Linked DNA regions of Sus scrofa: region 1 is linked to region 2. Evidence: chromatin contacts called from public Hi-C data. All regions are on one chromosome and are shown on one strand. The core of a region is the stretch at or near the end of the contact, and the rest is flanking DNA. Distances in the headings are between cores, read along the strand shown.

Evidence for each region. Hi-C and Micro-C count contacts between places; a contact is called where the count stands out from the background.
Region 1: a Hi-C map of liver shows a contact between it and region 2, with 2.8 times the contacts expected there. The contact joins two enhancer-like sites. A contact is called at or near these places in 1 of 5 promoter capture datasets (liver) and 5 of 47 Hi-C or Micro-C datasets (liver and skeletal muscle).

Annotation. Positions count from the first base shown.
Region 1 is chr10:18,344,991-18,350,487 of Sscrofa11.1, forward strand. The region is part of intron 10 of SMYD3 (SET and MYND domain containing 3); the gene reads right to left. Among named protein-coding and RNA genes, the nearest start is that of KIF26B, 640 kb to the left of the region's middle. Within about 2 kb of position 3,636, at least 2 of the 83 cell types and tissues checked have an H3K27ac peak or open chromatin away from gene starts, as enhancers often do. A contact at or near this core is called in liver, where this site is marked.
Region 2 is chr10:18,217,967-18,223,752 of Sscrofa11.1, forward strand. It overlaps KIF26B (kinesin-like protein KIF26B), which reads left to right. Exons shown (of 16, transcript XM_021064466.1): 16 at 1-2,086. Among named protein-coding and RNA genes, the nearest start is that of KIF26B, 510 kb to the left of the region's middle. Within about 2 kb of position 4,250, at least 3 of the 83 cell types and tissues checked have an H3K27ac peak or open chromatin away from gene starts, as enhancers often do. A contact at or near this core is called in liver, where this site is marked.

The DNA.
Region 1 (5,497 bases), core at 2,386-4,885, 130 kb after region 2:
CCGGCCTGGAGGGCATTGGAAACAGGCCATCCCTGGCCTGGGTTTATTCAACATTCTCCAGCCAGGATCTGGGTAAAGATAGTCAAGGCATGTTTATCAAACCTGCAGCTGCTACAAAGTTCAGAGGAAGGGATAATCGCCCTAGAATCCTGGCGTGTTACTTAATCCACTGGATGCTCCATTTCCTCATCTATAAAATGGGGCTAACGAGTCCTACCTTACAGGGGGACTGTGCAGCATGAACGAGCTAAACGTAGGTAATGTGAGCCAGTAACGGTAGATATCCTCCTTCCTAAGCAGCTGGATAGACTCAGGATTTCTCAAAAAGTCTCAAGCTGGAGAAATAGACGAACGATTCTTACATCAAAGTAAAAGGCGAATCCTGCACGTACGCTTCCAAAAGAATGGCGTTAGGGAAGGACCACACAATGACAAGGTACACGAGGACACCAACACGTGGGAAAGAAAAAGAAAACATCAAAAAAAAAAAAAAAAAAAAAAAAAAAAAAAAAAAAACCCAAGCCTGGAATAATGTCATCAAATCACATGCTTCCAAAATAGGACAATGTCCTGTACAGCGTCTTGATTACAGCTATGCTATACCCGTCAATCAGTCCTTCCGTTAAAGGCAGGCCGTGTGTTGTACCATCCAGTCCAATGATTCCTGGGGAATGGATTTCAGGAATGTATCAACATTGCTGTGAATGCATTCCACTGTGTTTTACACTCTAATCATTTGATTTATTTAAAATAAATTTGAGTTACCTTCAGAATGAACCTGCACATAAACAAAAAATTACTGAAAGTCCACAGCATGGGAGAGACCCGACCTGACCCTGTTCCTGAGATAGAGTTCTACAAGTTTTCACTGGGGACCAGCTCAACAGGTGCTACAAGGCCACTGCGGCCCCCAGCTACGTGAGTCCTAGCATCAGAGTCAAGTACTGATCTGTCCTTCACCCCAAATCATGCAGTGACTCTCTCCTCTTCTTTACTATAAACTATAAAAATAGCTACTTGATAGTAAGACCAAGGCGAATTTTATTTATTTAATTTCTTTGAAATGATTATTTGTTTTTAAGATGATGTTTTTTAAATTTCTCCAACATATTTTTTTTTTTCTACTGGACTTGGAGAAATAATCTTTTAAAAACTTCTTCTGGCTCCTAGAGCAGAAGGATTGTTGTATTAGAGATGGAATTCAATCACACTTCAGAGACCCCAGGTCAGCGGCTGCAGGCTGTCGTCTAGGGCCTGGCTCTGGGCTCTGAAGATTTCTGGCTTCAGTTTCTAATGTCCCTCCATCTATCTATCTGTGACCTAAAATTCCATAATTAAAAAGAATAAACAGGAGTTCCCGTTGTGGCGCAGCAGAAACAAATCCAACTAGGATCCATGAGGACGTGGGTTCGATCTCTGGCTCACTCAGTGGATTAAGGATCCAGCGTTGCCATGAGCTGTGGTGTAGGTCATAGATGAAGCTTGGGTCCCATGTTGCTGTGGCTGTGGCATAGGCTTGTGGCTACAGTTCCAGTGTGACCCCTAACCTGGGAACTTCTATACGCCAAAGGTTCAGCCCTAAAAAGAAAAAAAAAAAAGAATAACCAAAGTGGAGGTATGAAGAGGGTAGGGAATGATATGATGTCCCTCTCTGGAAGGCCAGTCAGCATTGCTCTCTGAAATGACAGAATATGAGGGAAAAGTCAGGACCAGGAGGCCCTGAGCCCTGTCCTGGTTCTGACCCTGGGCAAGTTTCTTAACTCGCTGATATGATACTTGCATCTATAAAGGGACAGGCTGTAGCTCAACAATCCTTAGAGTCCTCTCCACAAAAAGACACACACACACACAATGGAGTCCGTCGTGGCGCAGTGGTTAATGAATCCGACTAGGAATCATGAGGTTGCGGGTTTGATCCCTGGCCCCGCTCAGTGGGTTAAGGATCCGGTGTTGCCGTGATCCTGTCATGTAGGCAGGCGGCTACAGCTCTGATTCGACCCCTAGCCTAGGAAACTCCATATGCCATAGGTGCAGCCCTAGACAAAGACCAAAAAAAAAAAAAAAAAATCAAGTTATTAGATTGCAGCTATTAGAATATTCCCACATTATTCTAGTAATAAAAACACTGGAGGAGTTCCCTGGTGGCTCAGTAGGTTAAAGATCTGGCGTTTTCATGACTGTGGCTTGGGTTACTGCTGTGGTGTGGGTTGGATCCCTGGCCCAGGAACTTCTGCATGCTGCACACAGCCAAAAATAAGTAAACTTTTAAAATAAGATAAAATTAAAAAATCAGAATAATACTCAATGTTCCGAGTAAAATCTGTCTCTTCTCTGAACCCGTTAAACATCTGCGAATGCACAATGCAGAAAGTAATAACCATCTGCTCGTTTGTGTCCTGAGTCCTCCTGCCTACTTTCTGCTCTTGTAATTTATTGTTTCAGGCAAATAAAGGTTGATTTTAATGTACTGCCAAAATCGGTGGCATGGGCAAAGCACGAGATGGAACCAAAAAACATTCTGCCTTTTCCTATCTATTAGTCACCATTGGAAAATCAGTATTCAGTGTTCACCCCATCCCTGGCTCCAGACGACCGAACGAAAATGGTGCACTGTTCCCAATGCCGACTGATGATGCATTGTGCCATTATCCCGTGAGCTAATAGGAGACTCCGTAGCTGCTGTCTCACCTGATAAATATGCTTTCAGCATCCAGGCGCGGGCACATTACTTGAAGAATCTGCGGCTACGAGTTTAGCATAATTTATACTCCCAAGTCCCTCGCTACTGCTGCTGCGTGCGGCAGATGACTGGAGACGGAAGGATACAGAAATCAGAATGGTTCTTTTCTCTCCGACCCCACGGTCTAATTGGTTTTGGACCTTCCTTCTACCCCGTAGACATCCATTATACATTGAGGCCTACCAGGCGCCCTGAAACAAGTTAGCTGCTGGTGAGATGATGAAGAATAAAACAGTCTTTCCAGGGGGTTCAACTTCCTTGCTATTCACGGGGACGGGCAAAGGAAGAGAAAGACAAGGGGAAGAAGTCTAAGCTGTAGGGTGTTAGGAAGTATTCTAAAAGAACTCCAAAGTGGCGATGCGGAATTAAAATGTGCCCCCCAAAAAGGAGGTCCTGCTGTGTTGCAACAGATCGAGGGTGTCTTGGGCGCGCTGGGATGCAGGTTCGGTCTCCAGCCTGGCACCGTGGGTTAAGGATCTGGCATTGCCACGGCTGCAGCTTAGGTCACAATGCAGCTCAATCTGATCCCTGGCCCAGGAACTCCCTATGCCACAGGGCAGCCAAAAAAACAAAAAACAAACAAAACAAAACCCCAAAAAGAATGCCAATACTCCATCCCATATATCAATAATGAAAACATTCGCAGCAAATATTTGCTGAGTGCTTGTTGTGTGCCATGCATTTCACTAAGATTTATCTCCTGTAAGCCTTATTACAACCCTATGGAGCGGGTAATGTCAACACATCCACCTTAGAGATAGGAAAAGTGAGGCTGAGAGACGCAGAAACCTATGTCTAAACTAAGAGACTTCAAAGCAGTGGATATGCAGCACTGCCCTACTTGATTCCTATCTCACCTCTTAGCTGCTACATTGGACTGTGCAAATTTGCTCAAAAACTTATGTAAGAGGAAGAACAAATCTGACTCCACATCAGATCCGTTCTTTTTCGTTTAACTTTAACCTCATCTTCTGTCACTCGTGCTGAGTCATCCTGGCTCTGCACCTATTGCAAAAGGATGTTACCCAGAGCTTGAAATATCCAGGAGAGTCTATTCTCAAGGCTACAACTTTTAAAAGTATTACATTTTTAGATAAAAAGTTGGAGAACAGGGCGTTCCCGTCGTGGCTCAGTAGTTAAGGAACCCGACTAGTAACCATGAGGGTGCGGGTTCGATCCCTGGCCTTGCTCAGTGGGTTAAGGATCCGGCATCGCCGTGAGATATGGTGTAGGTTGCACACGTGGCTTGGATCCCATATTGCTGTGGCTGTGGTGTAGGCCGGTGGCAACAGCTCCAATTAGACCCCTAGCCTGGGAACCTCCATATGCTGTGGGAGCAACCCTAGAAAAAGGCAAAAAGACCCCCCCCCAAAAAAAAAAGTTGCAGAGCAGAGAAGGACACTTGTTTGTTTGGAGGTTTACAGGACCATGGCGACCTGACTGTGACCTGAGCGAGGAGGAGAGCCCCGAGAACAAAGGCTTTTCTGCAACAAGAGGTTTGCAACAACTGACCACAGGACTGCTCCCCTTCCACTTTCTGGTAAAAAAGGAGCCTGCATTCTGACTTTGGGGAGAAGGGTCTATGAGACACTGGTCTGCCGGCTTTCGGATTAAAAATTGTTATTCTGGAGTTCCCATTGTGGCTCAGCAGGTTACAAACTCCACTAATATCCATGAAGATGCGAGTTCAATCCCTGGTCTCTCTCAGTGGGTTAAGGATCTGGTGTTGCCGTGAGCTGTGGTGTAGGCTGCAGATGTGGCTTGGATCCTGTGTTGCTGTGGCTGTGGCGTAGGCCAGCAGCTGCAGCTCCGATTTGACCCCTAGCCTGGGAACTTCCATATGCCGCGGATGCAGGCCTAAAAAGCAAAGATGTTGTCCTTGCCCCGGCACCTCATCTCCCGATTTACTGGCCTGTCGTGTGGTGAACAGAATGAGCTTGGACTCGGTAACACTTACATCCTGCCAATTCGGGATGTGGTATTTCTCGAGATGAATTTGCAAAATGGGATTTTTTTTTTTTTTTAAAGCCATATCTTCCCAAAAGTTTGAAATGAATCTGATTGAAGATAGGGCCTGAAGGTGGGCCTCTGTGACACTCAGGGGTGAGGCACGGTCCAGCTGCTGCTTCCAAGTCTCACCCCTTCCCAGCCAGCACCCTAGCATCTCCTGGCACAGTGGCCAGGCTAAGGGAGCTGGAGCTCTACTCTAGGTGCTTCACCTCCGGCCAGGGTGCTCTCAGCATGGAGACCCCAGAACTGACCAGGTCTCGGTGGAGCCACTGGCCTCAGATCGAGTCAAGAAATTCCTTATTAGCACAGCCCTGCAACCCAAGGACATTGTCAATGAAGGGAAGGAAAGAAGGAAAAAAACATTTGGCCAATGCCAGACCGGGTCAAGAAATGAAGCCTCCCAACTTCTGCCCAGGGTGACAAGTCGGGAAGGGGCCCTGGATTGTGCAAAGTTACTTGCAAAAAGCGAAGCTGGCAGCGGAACTGTCACTGCTGGCACATGTTCGTGAGAGGCAGCAACAGCCAATTTGAAAATGGCCTTTCATTCATGGACTGGTAGTTATTTTCTGGTCTCTAAGAAACCAAATAAAATTAAAATGCACCATTAATATCACGACAATACCATACTATTCCCCTTCCCTTTCAGAGAGCCGTCAGCAACTGCATCTGATCAAAGCTGAATTATTAAATGTCTGTAGATTAATCCCATAACTCTCAAGGGCCCGGAGTTTGTAATTTCCCTGAAAA
Region 2 (5,786 bases), core at 3,000-5,499:
CTATGTGTAGGGTGAGCGCTGAAATCCTGGCACTCACACATCTATCTTATGTACATGGAGAAATTACCTTCCACAACTAAAGAGACTCACTCTTTCCCTCCTCCCCCCTGCTAACCCACGTCCCACCCGGTCACCTGGTCATATTCAATTGATGAAAAAGTTCTAGCTTCTTTGTAAACTCAGGCTGTTGCTTTGTAGTGTCGCTCGTGTTTTAGGTTTATTTGTACGTCCTGGTTGGACCTGCTGTCCGAGTGCTATGCATGGAAGTGTCAGCTTGGTGGCTCGGTCAGTGGCTGCTTTTTCATCCTCAGTCTAGCAAGCTCTGCGAATGGAGACGCAGACAGAGGGGAGGAAAGAGAAATCAACCAGGAGAGCAGGGATTAGGGTCCCATCCTCAAAGTATAGGGCTTTGTTCCAAATTGAATGGCTTCCTATAGTAAGGAGCTACAGGGGAAACAGCCCTTTCCTTTTGAATTTGATGACACTGGCCTTGGCCATCAGCCGTCTCAAGCCTCAGTGAAAGAGGATCCAGCCTCTTCCTGTCGGTCCAACACGAAAGTCTGGACAAGTGCAGACAGTATTAGGTTCCCACATTTCCCTAAGACACCCCACTCCACCCCCCAAAGTTACTGAAAGGGGTTGGGGAAAGGAAGCTGGAGTCCCTTACCTTGACTAGATATAGAGTAGGTGTTTTTTTCTGGAGAAACCAAAGCACTTTAGTGAGTCTTACAACCCGTAATGCTTAAGGCATCTTGTCCCTTCGCTGGATCCCTGAGAGGCTGGGAGGGGCTGGGATCAGTAGTCTCATTCAAGAGGCAGCTAAATCTAGGAGGAAAAGCCTTGAGCTCGGAGGGAGTGAACCAGGCCCGGGCCTGGTTTCTTGGCTCGCTCGCTATGCAACCTTGGGCAAGTTTGCTTCACTTTTCTGGGCCTCGGGCTCCCCATAGAAGGCCGGGGGTCTTGCCAGCTGCCCTTCTGGGAGGATGTAAAGAGAAAATGGTATAGACGATAGGAAGTGCTTTGAAGAAATGAAAGCTCTGTACAGAAGCCGAGGGCTGGTCATTGTAGATGAAGAAATTGACGTCAATAGCCAGCGATGGGCCCAAGTTCACAGGGAGTTGTCGTAGAGCCCAACCGGGACTCGAGTCCAGCATCTTGGACTCTTCCCATGAGAGGCTGTCGCACCAAACGTGTGGCTGCGTGGACACACACCACACCTATGGACTGACGTGTGTGCACGGGGCGGGTACAGGTGCATGTGTACAGAAGGTGTGTGACATGGTGCAAGAGCACATGGGACAGAAAACTTGAGCGCTAACTCCTGCTAGTCCTCTGGCTTTGGATCTATGGCCCAGCTTCTCTGGAACACAGTTTTCGAGTCTGTAAGGGGAGGACAGTGCGCAAAATGATGTTCCGCTCTCGTCACGTGTGTATGTATGTATATATGAATATGCTAATCTGTAGAAATGGGCCAGTTTGAAAAGGGGAGCCAAGGGCCTGCCCCAGTGCATTTATTGGGTCGGAAACAGCAAATTCACCAACAAGGGCATATACCCTTATTTGAGGTTCAAGGGTGGTCTTCCACGTCATTGTTTTAAATTCACTGTTTGGATAAACGATTGGTGCCGTTTTAAAAAGTATGTTCCTAGCTTACAGGTGTTCGCCGTTATGCTTTTTGAAGAAAATTCATTTGTTCATGTCAGAAATTTGACTCTCCCGTGCCTGGGGAGGTCCCAAGCAGCCTATTTGCAAACAGGCTGGGTTTGTGTACGGGCCTTCCCATAGCGATCTAAAAGTTAGCTTTTGGCTTGGTCATGATACGTGTGAACTGGCTACCTGGAGAACAGTCTGGAAAAGAAAATTAAGCATTTTCAACCCCCCCCCCAAAAAAAACAAAAAAAAAACCCCCACAACTGGTGACATGAATTCATTAAGCTGTGTGCCATTTCCAGTGTAAAGACATTGTTTGCTGGCTACGATCTCTGACTTGTTGTGGCATATGAGGTGTAAAATGTTGTCAAAAGAAGAATCTGGTGTTTAAAAAGAATCAAACTATGATGGCATTAAATGTTCACTCTTCTCCTACTCAGAGTCATGACTTCCTCTGTCCCGCTGGTGCTTCTGAACCGGGGGAAACAATTCAAGGCCCAGAGCAGGTTCTTTTCACGAGGGCAACACCTGGGCCAAGGACTTCCTTCCAGGCTTCTAGGGACTTCCAAGGATGGACTGGCCCCCAACAAGGTCAGAAGCTCAGGTGGGCATGGGTGGAGAAGTCCCAGAGCCCTGCCACTGCCCTGTGTCCCTGGGAGTCACCGGGCTGGTGATCACGCAGGAAAAGTGTCAAGAAGCTGGGTGTTGATGTGCTGAAGTTTCGGTGGCCTGGTACTGCTCCCGCAGTCCAGGGCCTCTGGGGCTGGCACTGCAGCTTCCTTGGAGCTGGACACACAGTCCCTGTCACACCTATGCTGGCCTCACCTGTAACTGGGTACATTCAGGTAAGAAAGCAAAAACAAGGTCAGAAATTGGAGGAAGGGCAGCCCCCCCCCATGGCAGACACTGCCCCGGGCCCTGCCCTGATGCTGCCACCTCATCTGTCCAATCACCACGTGCTCTAACAGCCCCAGAGAGAGGGCAGCTCCAAGCACAGCCCTGCTCTGAATCCATGTCTCCTACTCTGCTGAGCTGGCCCGGACATGCACAGCTCCCGGCTCCCCGCCTCTTCTGTCCCCAGACCCCATCAGACCCTTGTGGGCTCCCTTTGGGCCACTGTAGCAGAAGCCATAAGTTCTTAAGAAGTTGGGAGCTAAGAAGTTCTCGTGGCTCAGCGGTTACAAAGCCAACTAGTAGCCATGACGTTCGATCCCTGGCCTTGCCCCGTGGGTTAAGGATCCGGTGTTGCTCTGAGCTGTGGTGTAGGTCGCAGATGCGGCGCGAATCTGGCATGGCTGTGGTGTAGGCTGGCAGCTGCAGCTCCGCATGGAGCCCTAGCCTGGGAACTTCCATATGCTGTGGGTGCGGCCCTAAAAAAAAAACCAAAAACAAACCTGGGCAGGAGTCTGGAGTCTGCAGAAATGTCAGACTTTTTAAACCAAAGAACCAGGAGACAGGATGGAGATGGCAGAATGGGACTGGAGCTCAACTTTTCTCATAAAAACAACAAAATTACAACCAAATGCTGAGCAACTTTCAACCAAATGGACTGGAAACTTTCCAAAAGACATTCTACTCCGCAAGACAAAGAAGAGGCCACATCAAGACGGAAGGAGGGCGACGACGTGATGGAAGCAACCCCATTCCCGCCGGCTGAGCAGCCCCAGAGACTGGAAAGTGACTGTATCACAGACTCACCTGCAGGAGTGAGAGTTCTGAGCCCCACTTCGGGTCCCCACGCCTGGGGATCTGGCACTGGGAGACGGAGCCCCTGGAACATCTGGCATTGAAGGCCGTGGGGCTGGTGCGCAGGAGCTCCACGGGACCGGGGGAGACAGAGACCCCTTTCTCCAAGGGCGCACACAGGCTCTCACGGGCACTGGGTCCCAGGGCAAAGCAGAGGCTCCATAGGAATCTGGGTTGGACCTGACTGCAGTTCTTGGGGGATCCCCTGGGAAAACGGGGCGGGGGGACGACTGTGGCTCGTTGTGGGGGAAGGACTTGGAGGCGAGGGTCTTGGGAGTGGCCACCGGCGTGCGCTCCTCTCGAGGCGGCCACGTGGGGAGAATCACAGAAACCCCCTTACAAACAGGCAAACACAGTCCCCCTCAAGGTAGGGTGAAGTCTTCTCCCGCCACCCCCCAACCCCCACCGTGCACCCCTTTTCCTCTATTTGGAGCCTTGGGCCAGGCCTTACTTCCAGAAGAGTCTTCTTGGGCCCAAGGTCTAAGAGAGGGGAAGGAAGGAGCGAGAACAAGCATAGCTCCTTCTGCAGGTCACTCCCCCTGCTCCCCACCACTGCCCCATGGACGTTCAGCCCCCCCACGGAGCCCCAGGGCAGCCCAGCCCTCGGCCTGTCTGCTGGGCCTCACTGTCCCCAGTGCCCCTCAGCTGTGCCCAGAAGCCCTTGCCCAGAAGCCTTCTCCCTGCATTTGCCAAGAGCTGGAGAAGAATCTAGGAGGCTGAGGGGTTTAGGAGGAGGGGCAGACTTCTCCAAGCCCCACCCCCACCCCCAAGCCACCTAGCCTCTCTATCAGGGAAGGTGACCGATCCGAAGCCACCTGAGGAAGTTGCTCTGGGTGCCCAGGTCCAGGTCCGTCTGCGTGCTGGGGAAACAATGTGGCATCTGTTTGCCACTTGTAATTAAGTTGCCCCTGCTCAGCCCAGCCTTCCGGCCCCTTCCCTCCTCAGGGGTCCTGGGTCCAGATGTCTGCATGACACCTCCTTGCATGTGCTCAGAAGAAAAACTGGAAATAAAGGCTTTGCATTGGCTAACAGAGCTCTACAAACCCCAAGTTCCCTGAAGAGCCAGCAAAAAAAAAAAAAAAAGCCTTTTTTAAAAACTGGACTTTGGAAAAGCTGGAACTAGACAATAAACATGACCTTTAATCTCACTCCCTAGAACCCCTGTGATTATTTTATAAACACACACAAACACCTGTACAAATTTTGTATAATCATAGACATAACCCTTTTGGAACTGGCTTTCCACCCATTAAAAATCCCACCACGCACATTTATTTCCCCAATCAGAACATGTGCTCCTAATTGACTTTAACTGGCTGCAGAATATTCCAACCATTATTCCATATTACACTTCCCTGCTATTGGATCTTAAAATCATTTTCACTTTTTTTTTTTTTTTTTTTGGTCTTTTTATGGCCACACCTGAGGCATATGGAGGTTCCCAAGCTAGGCGGCAAATCCCACAGCCACAGCAACACAGGATCCGAGTTGCATCTGTGACCTACACCACAGCTCAGGACAACGCCGGATGTTAACCCACCGAGGGAGGCCAGGGATCGCACTGGTGTCCTCATGGATGCGAGTCAGATTCATTTCCACTGAGCCACGACGGGAACTCCTGTTGTCACTTTTTTGCTATGATAAATTATAATATGATAAACATGTTGAACATAAATCTCTTTGGCCTCTCTGGCAAGCCCCGTAGGATAAATTCCTAAAAGTGAAACAGCTGTAACAAGACGAATAAAACATTACTAGCGTTTTACACACACTGAGAGTAACCATGTCTTAAATTGCCTCCCCTGAACAGTACTTAGAGGCCTCCCCTGATGGCCCCACTTAGAGTGATGTCTTCCTCTCTCAACTCCGATTTCATTGAGTCACTGATTTGTTCATTCCACAAATACATAGCGAGGAGGTCCAGCGTGGGCCGCCCTCCTGCTGTAAGATGCAACAAGTTCTCACTATGAGTTCCGTTATACCTAAAGTAGGACATGTGTATACATCCCTAAATATTAGGCTCTAGAGACGTAGCAAAGGCAAGACTTTATCTCGCCTCTTAGGGGCTGGGCCTTGGACTTAAATTGACATGAGACAGATTAACACGAGGAAAGCACACACACTAATTTAATATGAGCTTTCCATACCACGAGAGCCTTCCTTAAAAAAAAAAAAAAAAAAGAAGAACCAGAGTTCCCACTGTGTCTCAGTGGTAACGAACCCGACTAGGATCCATGAGGATGTGGGTTCGATCCCTGGCCTTGCTCAGTGGGTTGGGGAATCCTGCGTTGCCATGAGCTGTGGTGTAGGCCAGCAGCTGCAGCTCTGATTCGACCCCTAGCCTGGGAATGTCCATATGCTGCAGCTGCAGCCCTAAAAAAAAAAAAAAA